Regions from separate parts of the Mus musculus genome. Here all the other regions are linked to region 1. The links are chromatin contacts, called in public HiCAR-type and promoter capture Hi-C maps. All regions are on one chromosome and are shown on one strand. Each heading gives the region's core, a stretch centred on a gene start, on an enhancer-like site or on the middle of the called end of the contact. The rest is flanking DNA. Distances are from core to core; before and after follow the strand shown. Region 1 holds the start of Magt1 (magnesium transporter 1). Region 2 holds the start of Nexmif (neurite extension and migration factor). Region 3 holds the start of P2ry10 (purinergic receptor P2Y, G-protein coupled 10).

Region 1 (4,711 bases), core at 1,318-3,817:
CACTTTCTCACCACCCCCATCCACACACAAACAAATGAACAAAACTGAAGGGACCAGAGAGATAGCTCAGATCTTCCATAGAATCCTTCAGTTCCCATCAGTCAGCCTATAATCGTCTATTAATTCAAGCTCCAGGTAATCCAACGTCCTTCTTTGGCCTCCACAAGTGACATATATGTATGTACACACACACACACACACACACACACACACACACACACATACATGCAGGCACACAGGCAGGCACAAATAAAAATAGCATATCGAAAGATGGTTTTGCCAGTTAAGAACAATAGTTGATTTTGCAGGGTACCAGGTTATATTCCAGGGGACCTCTTCTGACCTCCAAAAGACACCATCTACACACATGGTGCACATCTATTCATTCAGGTAAACAATATATCGAAAATATTGTTTCAATTACTTAAAAATAAAAGCAAAGCTTTAAAAAGGATGACAAAAAACAAAACAGAGAGACTTAAAAGTGTCCTGGAATAGTGTGGCAGACAGACACCTGTAATTCTAGACTATGAGGCAGGAGGACAAACTCAAAAGACAAGCAAAACTTTGCCCTGTGATCCTGTCACCCCGAAGGAGTTCAAGGTCAGCCTGGAATATGTACAAAAACTTGTTTCAAGTGTAAAAAGTAAGTCATGACTGTACACATTTAGACAACATGAATATATAGGGCAAAATATGAAAGCATTTCCCTTACCAACATTACTAAAAGCCTAGAGATAGCAGCTCTTAAGGGACTGTTATGTGTCTGTTAGAGTTTTGAATTTTTCCTATACATATACATACACTTACAAATATGGCTTAAAAACAGGACTTTAAGGGTAGAAAAACCAATGTATTGCTCTGCATATTGCTGTCTACAAAGAATGGCTTGGGATTCTCCCCAAAAGCCACAGCAGGCACCAGAAAGCTCATGCCAAGAGCTTCTTTTTCTTCTTTGCACAAAGTCCAGGATTGGTTCCTAGTTCTCAATTGGCAGATCACAACTGTCCTCAAACTACAGTTCTAGGGGATTCTACACCTTCTTTGGCCCTCCATGACGGCAGTGAGCACACACGCATGCAGCAAACACTCCAAAACAGAAAGGCTCTATCAATTTCTTCACCCAGCCAAAAGGCTGCTCACTGGATTATATCTTTAATATTTGTACATTTTTATTTTCCTCTTTGCCAACTTCCCTAATATAATGTTTTCCTTTGCTAGCTCTTCAGTGTTATTGTTTTCAAATAGGGTCTCGTGTAGCCCAGGCTAGCTCTAATTCACTTATTGGCCAAGGATGACCTTGAATTCCTGAACCTCTTTCACTACAGTGTTCTGAATACAGGCATGCCCACCATATGAGGCTTTGCTTAGTTTTTAATCTTATGAAATAATTCAAATACTCAGATAGATACAGAAATTAGTTTATTTATATAACTTAATAGCTGCAATGTTTAACTGGTATTTCAAAAATGTCCTTATAGGTTTTGTGTACTAAAGAATGCACTGGAAATGGCATTAGAGTTAATGGCTTTAGTCTACTTTAAATACAGTAATTAACTGTGTAAAACTAGGGCTGCTCTTCCTTATAAAATTAGAGGGTATAAATAATTATCACCAGTTTTTTAAAGCTCTATGAGTATATGGTTCTAAGTCACAAATGTTCAGAAACACGGGGCTAAAATCCATATGTTCAGACTGCTAAACATCAAGCTAAAAAAAAAAAAAAAAAAAAAAAAAAAGCTGGGCCGTCCCAGCTCACACCTGTAACCTCAGCACTTGAAAGGCAAAGGATTGTCATGAGGTCAAGGCCAGAATGGGCTATAGGGGGGAGAATGCTTCAAATGAAACAGAACAAAAAAATAAACAGAAAGGAATACGAATATTGTATGTTTTCTACATCTCAAAGACTGCCTGTTCCATAAATTGGGGGGGGGGGGCTTAGTTTGCTCTTTCGTGATTGGTGTCCGTCACCAAATACAGACGTTTTACACATTCTGAACGCTTGAACACGGGCATGAAACTGGCATCATCTCACTCATCTAATTTTTCCACTCCTGGGTTGACATGACAGACACATGTCCGAGAGAGCTACATATGGTCGGCAGCAGAAGCTTGCATTATTATATCCTCTGGGTAGCAAAACGAGCTCCTCAGCCCAACACCCAAAGCGGTCCAAACTCCAGGAGTGTCACTACTTGTAGCTGCACGTTCCCCAGCTGCTGGAAGCGAGGTGGTCACCTACTCCAGCCTGCTTTTGAATGTGAAACCCTACAATACAAGAAGTTGCAGCTCCCGCTTTTGTGAAGCCAACTTCCTCCCAACCGCGGACTCCAAGTCACGCCCAGCACAGATCCCTGGGAAGGGGCGAGCGGACCCTTTCTAGCCCCAAGTCGAGAAAGTCCCTGCCGCTGGCAGGCGCCGCCTCACCTCCTTCTTTCTTTGGGCAGAGGCCGAAGGAACCTTGGAAACGAGCAGCAGTGCCACCGCTGCGATCGCACACACAGACCAGAACCACCTTGGCGAGGCCATGTTCACGCTTCTCTCTTGGCGGCGGGGCGAAACTTTCTTCCAGCACGGTCCGAGGGTGGGGCGTGAGAACGGGCGAACCGAGCCCTTGCCGCTCCCCATTGGCTCGGCTCAGCCCTGCCGCTCGACCCCTCACGTGACCTCACGCTCAGCAGACGCCCGCTTTTAAAAAAAAAAAAAAAGTTCTTTTCCGATTGGTTCCCGGGAGCCAATCGGAAAAGGATAATCTGGAGGTTTCTTATTGGTCCGCTGAAAAGGCTGCACCCTTTTCCTACGTGTAAAGACATCGCGCTCAGCGAACTTTTAGTACACATGCGCAGGTTTGAAATGGCGCTGAGGTTTTTTTTTGTTGGTTTTTTTTTTTTTTGAGGCACAAAATGGCTTGTACGTTTAAAAATGGAATCATCATCTAGAAAGCGTTCCTTCCTTTAGAACTGTTTGATTTTGAGCTGGCCTAAGTAACAAAAGCCTCTAATCCACGCATTTTGAATGTGAAAGCAAGAGCATCAATTGTTCAAGGTCATCTTTGGCTCCATTGTCCGGATCCCAGGCCACCTGATTAATGTAAGATTGTCTCAAACATAAAGGAGCCCTCGTGATTTCTCCCAGCCAAACTCCCAGGTTTGGGAGGTGGAAGTGGAGGCAGGACGATTAGGAATTCAACAATTCAAGGAACCTTCAGAGTTCCATTCTAGCCAAGTCCAAGGGAACTACGTGGTCTAAAGCAGAAGCTTGCATTATACCCTCTGGTAAGCAAAATTAATTTCTCAGCCCAAACCTCAGCGCTGACAACACCCAAAACATCCAAATATCTTACATCAAAAGTGGTTTTGTTTTGTTTTGTTGAAATTTGCTCCTTTAGTATAATACTCTGGGACAGGTGCTGGAGAAATGTCTCAAGGGTTGAGAACATTTAACTGTTTTTGGGAGAAGACCCTCCCGGGACCGGCATGGTGGGTAACAGCCTAGTAGTCCCAGGAGATCTGATGCACTCTTCTGATCTTTACAGAGACCAGGCACACACCCATTGCATGTACATTCACGCTGCCACCCCCCCACACCAATCTTTTTTTCAAGCACATACTATTCTTGAAGATGGCTTAAGTACTGTTCCTATGACTGCAACTCCTGATGAAGTTGCTTTGGTCAGGGTGTTATAACATGGCAACAGTAACCCTAAGACATTGGGGAAATATAGATCAGTTGATAGGACATTTAACTGTTATTTGTAAACACATAGGTTTAATCCTCAATATTTCCTCAGTATACACACAAGCGCGTGCACACACACACACACATTATAATTTGGATTTATTTATTTATTTATTTTGCAGCACAGGGCACAGTAAAGGATTGAGTAAAGGACCCCACACAAGCTGGGCAAGCATTTTATCACAACTACATCCAAAGCCCAAGGTGCATTTATTTTGAATGTGTGGAACATACTATGTGATTATTCTTTTAGGTCCTGCTAGAAAGCAAAAACCCCACAGAATTATAATAATTCCACTATTTGGAGAGTTAAGGAGATGATTGTTGAAAGGAAAGTAACTGCTTTAAAAGAGGGACGGGCTGGAAAAATGGCTCAGTGGTTGAGAGCAGGCCCAAAAGATCCTGAGTTCAATTTCTGGCCACCACATGGTGGCTTATAGCCTTCTATAATGAGATCTGGTGCCCTCTTCTGGCCTGCAGGAATAATGCAGGCAGAATGCTGTATAAGTAATAAATAAATCTTTAAAAAAAAAGAAAGGAAAGTAATTGGTCTCCACATAAAGAGATATGAAATAAAATGAGCCTGGCGGTGCATACCTGTAATCTCAGTATTCAGGAGATAGAGGCAGGAGGATATCAGGGATTAATGCCAGTCTAGGCTGCATAGGGAGTTCCTCCTTGAGCTACAAGAGACCCTGTCTCAAACAAAACAAAGCAAAACAAGACAAAACAAAACAAAATAAACAAAAAGACAGATGAGAAGAGAGCAGAAGAGAGACAGACAGAGAGAGACACACAGAGAAAGCAATAGCCACATGTGGTGGCATACTCCTGTAATCCCTGCACTTGGGAGACTAGAGTGGGAAAATCCCAACTTTGAGGCCCACATAGGTTACATGGCGAGTCCCTGTTTCAAAGGAGAGGAGAAAGTAGGATATGAAAAAATTAAGCTGGGCCTCATAGGTCAGTTTAA
Region 2 (4,711 bases), core at 806-3,305, 1.8 Mb before region 1:
GACTCACCCCGCAAGTCCCAAATGGTCTCTTGCAGTTCAGAGGAAACCATTAGAGCACCTTTTACTCAGCAAGCAAAATATTCCAGAACTATAAGCACACTCTGCTTCTTCAATTAAAACAGTTTTTTAAATCCCAGCGCTAAAGTATTTTATAAAGATACTTAAAAAAAAGTCCTGCCAACCCCACACACTATTGTGTATTCTCAGACAAGTCTACAAAATGAAACGTTAGAAAAAGCCACACAGTTAAGTATGCTGTTGCGCCTAGAATTTAACAACATGTTGGAAGCCAAAGCCCAGAAGCAAAATATGAGACTTGGTCATTCCAAAATGCTACCAGAAGCTGGACAAAAATCTGAAGTGCTGGTGTCAAAATGGGAATGTCAACTGATTTTTTTTTTTTTTTTAACTTCAGAAAAAGACTAAAAGCCTTGCGCCCGTGGTTCGGTGTCTCACTAATGAGACAGGAGCAGTCATGCTGAAACCACTGGATTCCTCAGCTGAACAGCGCGGTCTGCACACTTTCGGGGAGCGGGGCCGCCCCACGGCCTCTGAGCCCGCAGGGCTGGATAAGATCGAGCCGCAGCAGTGTCCCTGCAGGCGCAGCAGCGACGAGCTCCAGGAGTCCCGGAGGAAAGCGTCAATCTGACGGCAAGGGAGAGCGGGAAAGGGCAGCGGGCCAATTTCCTGCAAAGGTGACAAGCCTGGGCGAGGCTCGCTCGGGCCCCTAACTTCTCGTCGGTCGCCAGCGGCGGCTGCTTGGAGCGGGTGCTGCGAGCCGCCCGTGCCACCGCGGGGTGGCCAGAGGCGCCTGGGGCGCGCGGGAGCCTCGGGCGGGGGAGGCGTCCGTACGGCGGCCAGCGGCGCCTTCGCACCTCTGCAGCTTCGGCCGGGACGCCAGCCGGCGCCCGCCGCGTGCCTACGTTTTCCCGCTCCCTCGGACGCGTGCCTCGGGCCGTGCCACTTTCCCCAGACGCCCGAGGTTCCCCCGGGGTCACCGAACCGATGGGAGGTGGCAGGCGGCTAGCGGCCGCTGCCCTGCGGCAGGCAGGCGTGTGTGAGCGGCGGCGGCAGTGGCGGCGGCTCCGGCCCGCTCCCTTCCCCTCCCCCTCCCCCGGCGGCGGCACACAGGCCTTTCCTAGATTGCAGCGCACGCTCGGCGGCGGCGGCGGCGGCAGCGGCGGCGGCAGCGGCGGGCGAGCCAGGCTCCCTCGCCCCGGCGGCCTCGCTGCCTCCCGCACACAGACAGCACCCGCACGCCATTCGCACACTCTCCCACTCACACACACTCACACGCACGCGCGCGCACACACACACACACACACACACACACACGCTCTCCCCGCCGGCATCCCTTGCTCGGCTCCTCGCTCGGCTAGCCCTCGGTTCCTCGCAGCCGCCACCCCCACCCCCAGCTGCCGCCCGCCGGCTCCAGCCGGCCCGGGGAGCCAGGGAGAAGGCCCGGGGGGGATGGGGGAGGCTGCATGGCAGCGCTCAGACTCACCTCGCAGGCCGCCTCCCGAGGCGCACGTCGCTGGTGGGTCCTTGCTGCCGGCGTCCCGAGCTGGGACGGTCGCAGTCAAGGCTGGGCTGCCGCCGCCGTCGCCGTCGCCGGAGCTGCTAGAGCTGCCGCCGCTGCTCCCGCTCACTGCCGTCTCCTCTGCCTCTGCTCCATGCGCGGGGCCCGCCAGGTGGACGCGCCTCGCTCCGCTCGCTCACTCTGGCTCCGCCGCAGCCGCCGCACTAGATGGAGGCAGAGCTGTCGGGCTCGGGCGCCGAAACTCAGAGGCTCCACAGCCGCCCGCCGGCTCCCAGGACAGCGCTCCTCTCACCGCGCCGCTCGCCCGCGCCAGCACTGCCCGGCTCGCCGGCTGCGCGCGGCGGTGCCCGGAGCCCGCTCTGCACGCGGTGGCTGCGGCTGTCCGCGAGACGGAGACGCGGAGGGCGGTTGCGACTGCCGCTAGCGCTGGGAACACTACTGCTAAACGCTGCCACTGCCGCTACTGCCACTGCTGTGGTGGTGGCGGCGGCGGTGGCTGCTGCTGCTGATGCTACTGGTTTTCCTTCCCGGGTTCTCCCCCCCTGCCTCGGCCCCCTCCTCCCCCCTTTCTCCTCCTCCTCCTCTTCCTCCTCCTCCTCCCCCTTCTCCTCCCTGGGCTGCTTGGCTCAGAGCCTCTGCGGGCTCTGCCTGCTCTCTTCTGCTTCCAGAGCTGCCTCTGCCCATTCAGAAAGGTGCCCAGAGTGGGGCTGCCTCGGCTGCCACCATCGCTATTGCCCCTGCCATTGTTTCCTCCAACACAGCAGTTCTTGTTGGACGCGTTCCCCTCCCTATCCTCCTTCCCCACCACAGCCCTCCCTATCTTGCTCTCTCTTTCCTTACCCTCTCTGCGGTCCCTTCCTCGTGTGTGCCCCCTCCCACCCTGTCTGTCTGTCTGTCCCTCCCGGCGGTCCCCTCAGACGTCCGGGAGCGCGCACTGCGCGGCCACCTGTCATAAAGGGCGCGCACCCCCCTTCCCCACCCCCACCCCGCCCCCCACTCACATTCTCGCAGCCCGCCCAGTCCACGGCGCTGCTGGCTTGTTCTTCCCCTAGCAGACACGCAGCCGGACACCACTCTCCCACGCCTTTGAAGGCAGTTATGTGTTCAGAGAGGGGCGCTCTGAAGTTTCAGGAAGAATATCTGAATGGCTCCATGTATTAAGCCTCTATCCATCCAACCTACCCTTAACTTCAGGCCCCAAGCCCCGGGAAGGTGGATTGTGCTGGAAGGGTTGTAACAAGGCAGAGAATTGGAAAGGGATGAGTTTTTTTAGGAAGTGAAGGAGAGAAAAAGGGATTCTGAATATGGCCGGGAAGGAAATGGGATCTGACTGCTGTCACAGGAAAATTCCTTAGGTGGTCATTTCCCTTTTGACGCCCTGGGAATCAACAGTACAGGAATGGAAAGCGACCCACCGGGGAACACGTAGTATTCAATGAAGCCCAGGGTGTAGGGTTGGGGCCTGAGAGCCACGGTCAGTGCCACTAGAAACCAGGGAGAACGATTAAGTGTTGACGCTAGAGCGGAGAGAATAAAGCTAGCTACTTTGTGTGCACTTGCTCCAGCAAGTCCTTGCCACAACCCAGCTTCCCAGTCATGGAGAGCTCAATTTCAGATTTCTCTGTTTCCACCCTACAGCCTCATTTTCTAAGGTCAGACTTCGAGATCTGCAGTGTGTAAGTCCTCTAACCCTTCCCAGGGCCTCTAGCCTGTCACCTAACCCCTCCCCAGAAACAGCACAGACATGGATAATGTGTATGGGTCAGGAGGGTAGGGGGAGAGATTTTTCAAGGCAAAGTAAAAGATACAGGGGTCGGGTTTAAGTTAAAGGAACGCAGTCCTGACTCTTTCATCCTCTTGCCATGGAGTGTCTGTGTGGGGTGGGGGCAGGTTTTTAAAACTTACACTCACCTAGGGGACACACTTCTGGGTGTGTTTTCAGGGAGGTTTAGCTAAAGGCCACCTACCATTTCACCTTCTTGGAATACTCCTTGTCAGTCCCCTCTTATATTACAGAAACTCATCCTTCAATAATGGCTCATTTCTCAAAGAATCCAAACTTCCTGAGTGTTTACCTGTGTGACAACCACTATGGTGAGCAACCTACACCAATTCTTTTGTTTAATCCTCATAATAAACACATTTTTATTACTTCCATTTTACAGGTTAGAATATTGAACCCTGACAAAATATGCACATCTTGAAAAGAGGAATAGTGCTTTATGTACCTTGCTTACTGTGCAAGTACACTTGCCTCTTTTAGGCCAATGAGATAAATAAAAAATAAAATAAAATTTGACATCCACCCTCAAGTGCAGAAACAAATGTCAAGCATATAAAAATGCCACCATGTATGGCTGGATTTCAATTGCCAGAATGAATTGCTCTTTGCCATTTGATTTCACCTTGGCTAACCACATATGCTGTTATTCTTTTTGAAAGTTAGTTGCCAGCCAGTGCGATGGCTTACTGGATAAAAAGCAGATGCTTCAATTCTGATGCTCCAACATCCCCCTGAGGCTCCCACATGGTAGAAGAAGAAAATCAACATCCAGAAGTGGCTGTTGATTTTGCACACGTGCCATAGTATGTACAAGTACATGCCCCCACACAGGCACACACAAAATGAATGTATAAAGGTCGTTTATTAGCTATCAGTTATTATTTTGTCAGTGTCTCCACTCAAAGACAGCAAGGAACACACATTATAATGAAACAGTTTCAGTGTGTTACTAGTTACAGTGAAGGAGAACATACATCATAAGTCTACTTATGAATGAACTGTGTCCCACCCCAGTACTGTGCTGACGTTCTAACCCTCCGGATCTCAGGCTGTGGCTACTTTTGAAATAGAATAGTTAAAGAAGTGATTAAGTTAAAATATGGCCAAAGTGTGGGCTGCAATCCAGTCTTCCTAGTGTACTTAAGAAGAGGACATTTAGGCACACACAGAGACACCAGGAGCTCACACACTGGGGAAAAGAACATGTGGGACACCATTAGAAGTCAGTCATCTGCTAGCTAAAGAGGCCTTAGGAGAAAGCAAACCTGTCAACAGCTTGCTTTCAGATTTTTTTATTGGATATTTATTTACATTTCAAATGTTATCCTCTCTCCCAATTCCCCTCCCAGAAACCCCCTATTCCATCCCCCTCCCCCTGCTTCTAAGAG
Region 3 (4,711 bases), core at 761-3,260, 1.1 Mb after region 1:
TAACATTTAAAGTGTAATTGTAAACTTTTCCCAGTGTAGGAAATATATATGATGCAGTAACCAAGAAAAAAGGAAGCATCCAAGTTGATGTGACAACTGCCCTAAATTTAGATTATTATGGCTGGGATATTGACACACAGACCAGCAACTGAACTCAGCAACTAGTAAGTTAGGGATGCTTGTTAAGTTAGCTCTTTTTGTTTGTCTACAGATTTGTTCCTTGTAGACGACCTACATATTTCCTGAATTTAATTTTTTTTCCTTGCCTGATCTGGGTCACTAACTTCTCATCTGTTCCTTTCCTTGTTAGAGATGATGATAGGCAAGGCTACTTGAATACAAGAGAGAGGTGGGGTAAGTAACCACGCTTTTCTTCTAGCAACATTAAGAAATTGTCTGCGAAATGAATGTGGTATGTGGTGACACTGGTCACTTGTCAGGAAAGGATTTCTTTCTCCTTCTATCCCAGGCTTTGGCCTCAAAGTTCAGCAGATCTTGAAGTACATATGTATTTTTCAGAGAAGGATAATACCTTAGAAAACTGGCTCACAATGCTCATACTCGCAAGGGACAGATTTGCAACAGGACGCCAATTTAATAATTTATAGTACAGAAAAGAACTGCCAAATGGACTGAGATGTGTGTTGGCCTGTCAGCTTAGTCTCTTTTCAGTAAGGATGCCAAATCAAAAAACGAAATTAACAACAGATTGGAGCTGGATAAATCTATGCAATCCGAATTAAGAAGAGGACTGCAAGGTCAAGCTTGTTTCATTACATAGTTCAGCCAGGAAGAATACCCTATTTTGTTGCCAATCCTCACAAGTCATGGTCCTATCATCAATCAGCCCAGACTCTTAGTTTCTAATGCTAAAATCATTTCTTTTCCATCCCTCAACGCCCCTGTGACTTTTTATTGGACATCCCTGAGTGCTGGGCCTAGCTCCACCTAGATCTCTAACGGTTCTGCTTTTCTAAGATGCATTCGTTGCAAAATGAGCTGTTGCAGTTCCAGGTTGCCCTCCTACAAAAACGTGGTCTACTATTTCCTTCTTTCACCAGTCTTATCTGTGAATCAAAATGCTACTCTTTGACCTAACCCACAAGTATTTATGTTTTTCTTCCTTACTATGGTTATTACCCAGAAAGTTTGTTGCAGCTGCAGGCTGCAAAGTCTAAGTGTGGTTCTTTCACATGCCTGTAGAGGTTTGTACTACTTTGTAAGTAAGCCTTGTTTCTGAGATTTTTTTCTGAAACTTAGCTGAAAGTGTTGTTTCTATGTGTGTAGTATTTACTTGCGTATTTCTGACAATTCCATAGACATTGTGAAGAATCATTGTGAAGACTCCTATTACACTAGAGGCAGATCTGTGATCAATCACACTTTTCTTTTACTTACATGTACATTCCTTGAGAATTCATTTATTCACCCACTTGCACACTTTTCACTTAAACATTTGTGAAAATACTTTATGTACAGTACAAAAATAATCTAGACATAGCCTTTGCTCTCAGTATGATGTAGTTTTCAGTATAGCAAAGGCACAATAAATAAACAAAACAAGTTAAGTACACATTAAAATGTGAATCTAGAAATGGACTGATAGAGATGAGGATGATCTAGATTGAGTGGAAAGTTTAAACTGAGAGAGTCCCATTGTTAGTTTTGATATGTATTTTGAAGTTTGCCTCCCAAAATTCAAAGAGCAGCAGCTTCCCAGGTCTTAGGTAAATTTTCTTTATATTTGGCTTAGAAGTCTTATCTTGGCCCCAAACCTACTGGATTTAGTAAGAAAAACATTCGAGTTGTGGTAGAAGGAAATAAGGTAGGTAACAGTTAAGAAGACAAGGACGTATTAGCTGTTTGTACAGCACAAACGAAATAAAGAAGAAATCACACTTGATTAACGTCATCTGCTCAAGGGACTTACCTACGTTCTGTGCAAGCAAGGTTTCTGTGGTGAGACATTAATGTGCTCTACTTCCTCTTTCAACATTATTTTTCTTTCAGTTATCAGCAGGATATGTGCTTGCTGCCCAGAGTTGTACCTTTTTACTCTCATCTCTTTGCAAATATACAAGACTCTATCCCAGCTCAGCATCAGGGTAAGTTCTAGCCCAGCACCTGTAACTTTGTGGTTCTGTTTGGGAGGATTGGTGGAGAAAGAAAGATCTGGACTGGGGCAGATGTGAAGGCCGTGTTTTGAATAAAATGGTCTTTGGTTTCCCATCTCAGGATTGTTACAGAGGGAAGAAATGTGATTGTCTTTCAGTCTAGCCAGAGTTCAAAGTGAAGTATAATGTGATCAGCTTCCACTGTTACAATAGCAGTATGAAGGATGTGATGCAACTCACTGCTTGCTAAAGGGGCTTTCTATACAGTTGACAAGGAGTAGTGGATGCCACAAAAGGTAAGTACAGTGTTGCATTTAGTCTCATTTGGAACAATTTGACATACTTAGTCAATAAAAGAGGATTTGAACTTGTGCTGTGTGTAATTTATCTAGTTACATACAAAAAATAATCTAGGTTTGAGCTCTTAATGGTAATCTTAGCTTACAGAGATACTGGGACAAATAGTATTTTTTTTTTTCTCTAGCATGAAGGAAGACAGTCTGATGATTTATTTTGGAGCTAAAAGGTCTATACAGATAAAAATTCCTTATGATACAGTCAAATTATCTGAGACAGTGAGATGAAGCCACTTAAGAACATTCAGGTAATTAGTGGCAGAATTACAGCTATGAACTGTGTCTTAAAACACATGTTCATTTTTCCTTACAGAAGACTGTGTCTTTCAGTAGTATAAAACTACCTATGACCCGTTTGATTGTCAAAGTTTGTTCAGAGGTATTCCTTGATTCATTGTTGTTCTAACTTCAATGCTTAGAGATAGCAGAGTTCAAATGTGAGACACTTATCTTTTCAGTGAATGCACTTTAGAGTGGAGCTAGCAGTAGTGAGTCAAAAACCAGCTTCTCTAGGGATTTCTTCATGGCAGACTGTGTGCTTGGATAATCCCAGAATTAGTCTACATACAATGATGCCGACTTTGCTCAGCTTCTCAAGAGAAGAGAGTCTCGATTTTTAGAATTCTTCAAGTGGGGATATTTTTGTTTTGCTTGTTTAAATAAATGCAGGGAGTCATTGTTATAGTTACTAATTAGAGAATTTATGCAAAACTAAAATACAGGGTACATGGGTAGGCGTTATGCAAATATACTTAGGGTTTCTAATTGTCTAAACTATACGGATTATCTAGGCCATAAATTTAGGACAGTTGCTTTTTATAATGTTTTTTGCTGAATCCAATTGCTTCTTTGGTCAAACACAGTTCTTTTTAGGGCCTAATTGAAAAAGTTGTTCGGTTTGAACTGTATGGACTATTAAATCCAAGTAGTGAAAGAACAAAGAACTCCAAGTGAATAAGCACAGTTTTGGGGGAAGTTTTGGGGTGGTACTTGGTGGCTGTGTTTGAGATAAATAACTTGGGGTTCTATGATGCTCTTGCCATGGTTCTAACAAAGAACACAGATATGTTTGCTGTGAAACTACAGTATGGACAATTTTCCACAATCAGGGCAATGGTTGGGTGGGGAGTTCTACAGTGTACTTTAATTAAATTATCCCAAAATTTTACTTGAAGTTCATATCAGGATTTGAAAGACATTAGTTCTTTCAAGAAACAAACAAACAAAAAATTAATGAAAGCTTGCTGTTGTAAAGAACCAATCCTGGACTTAGAACAATCTACTCATTGCATTGGTACTTTGTAACTATAGTGTATGTTGTCACCAAGAAGAATGTGGACATATATACTTTTAGCACTTTTATTAGAACAATGATTTTGCTTTTTTTTTAAAAACACATCTCTGGTTCTTTTTCTTTTTCATTTTTTCTAAGACAACTACCCCTACTATCAAGGAAAATAGAAGTAATTTTTATATACATGTTTGCTAAGTTGTGCTGGTTTCTTAATGACAAGAGCTTTAAAAGAGAAGGAGAGTTGAGAGGATGAGGAGGAGAGGATGAGGAGCCATCGAGCTTGTACTTAGGGAATGAATAGAGCTTCATTCCAGAACTGACTTTCCATCCTGAGCCCATTGCTTAATCGTTTTGGGAAATGGGATTACTTATTTTGAGTGCTAGTATCCTCAAGTTTCAATTAAATAATTCACTAATAATATCATTTGTAATTATCATTCAACAATGATTTTTGATAATTACATACACACAACTATAATGTTCTAAGTATATCTTCTCAGCAGGGTAGTGGCTGCATCAGGATCTGGCAGTGACAGTAGTGAGAGGGGTAGTGCCCATAACAGACAAGGTAAGTTAGAGCTAGAACAGAGTTAAAGACCATTGAGCTTAATTTTCTTATTTTAATAATAAAGAAATGAAAAAAATTGGGTTTATTACAGCAATGTAGAGAATTGGTATTTGACTAGTTGAATCAAAGTTTCTTTGATCCAAGGGTAATATTTAAAAAAAATATTCTCCTGTTTTCAGTCTTCCCTATTCTACAAGTCTTGTTCAACTCAACACTCCTTCTATGAAAGACAAAATTAAAGTGTACCAAATTTTCTATCTGCAATCTAATGTGATTTGAGCCTACAGGCAAATCTTCATAAAAATCCCTTATTTTGATATGGTACTACCCTGAAACCTGGTGGTACTACCCTGAGATCTGGTGGGCAGTCATTTGTCAT

Evidence for each region. Promoter capture Hi-C pulls out the DNA fragments that hold promoters and counts their contacts. HiCAR-type assays count read pairs that join an accessible place to other places.
Region 2: a contact with region 1 is called in a HiCAR-type map of astrocytes, with 6 times the contacts expected there. The contact joins the promoter of Nexmif here to the promoter of Magt1 in region 1. A contact is called at or near these places in 2 of 39 promoter capture datasets (cranial neural crest and embryonic stem cells) and 2 of 115 datasets of contacts at active chromatin or transcription factors (astrocytes and embryonic forebrain).
Region 3: a contact with region 1 is called in a promoter capture Hi-C map of pre-B cells. The contact joins the promoter of P2ry10 here to the promoter of Magt1 in region 1.

What each region holds. Positions count from the first base shown.
Region 1 is chrX:106,009,235-106,013,945 of GRCm38.p6, forward strand. It overlaps Magt1 (magnesium transporter 1), which reads right to left and starts at 2,568. Exons shown (of 10, transcript NM_001190409.2): 1 at 2,428-2,568. The coding sequence starts at 2,529.
Region 2 is chrX:104,199,129-104,203,839 of GRCm38.p6, forward strand. Nexmif (neurite extension and migration factor) reads right to left here and starts at 2,056. Exons shown (of 5, transcript NM_001077354.3): 1 at 1,505-2,056.
Region 3 is chrX:107,087,323-107,092,033 of GRCm38.p6, forward strand. P2ry10 (purinergic receptor P2Y, G-protein coupled 10) reads left to right here and starts at 2,011. Exons shown (of 3, transcript NM_172435.4): 1 at 2,011-2,105; 2 at 2,236-2,410.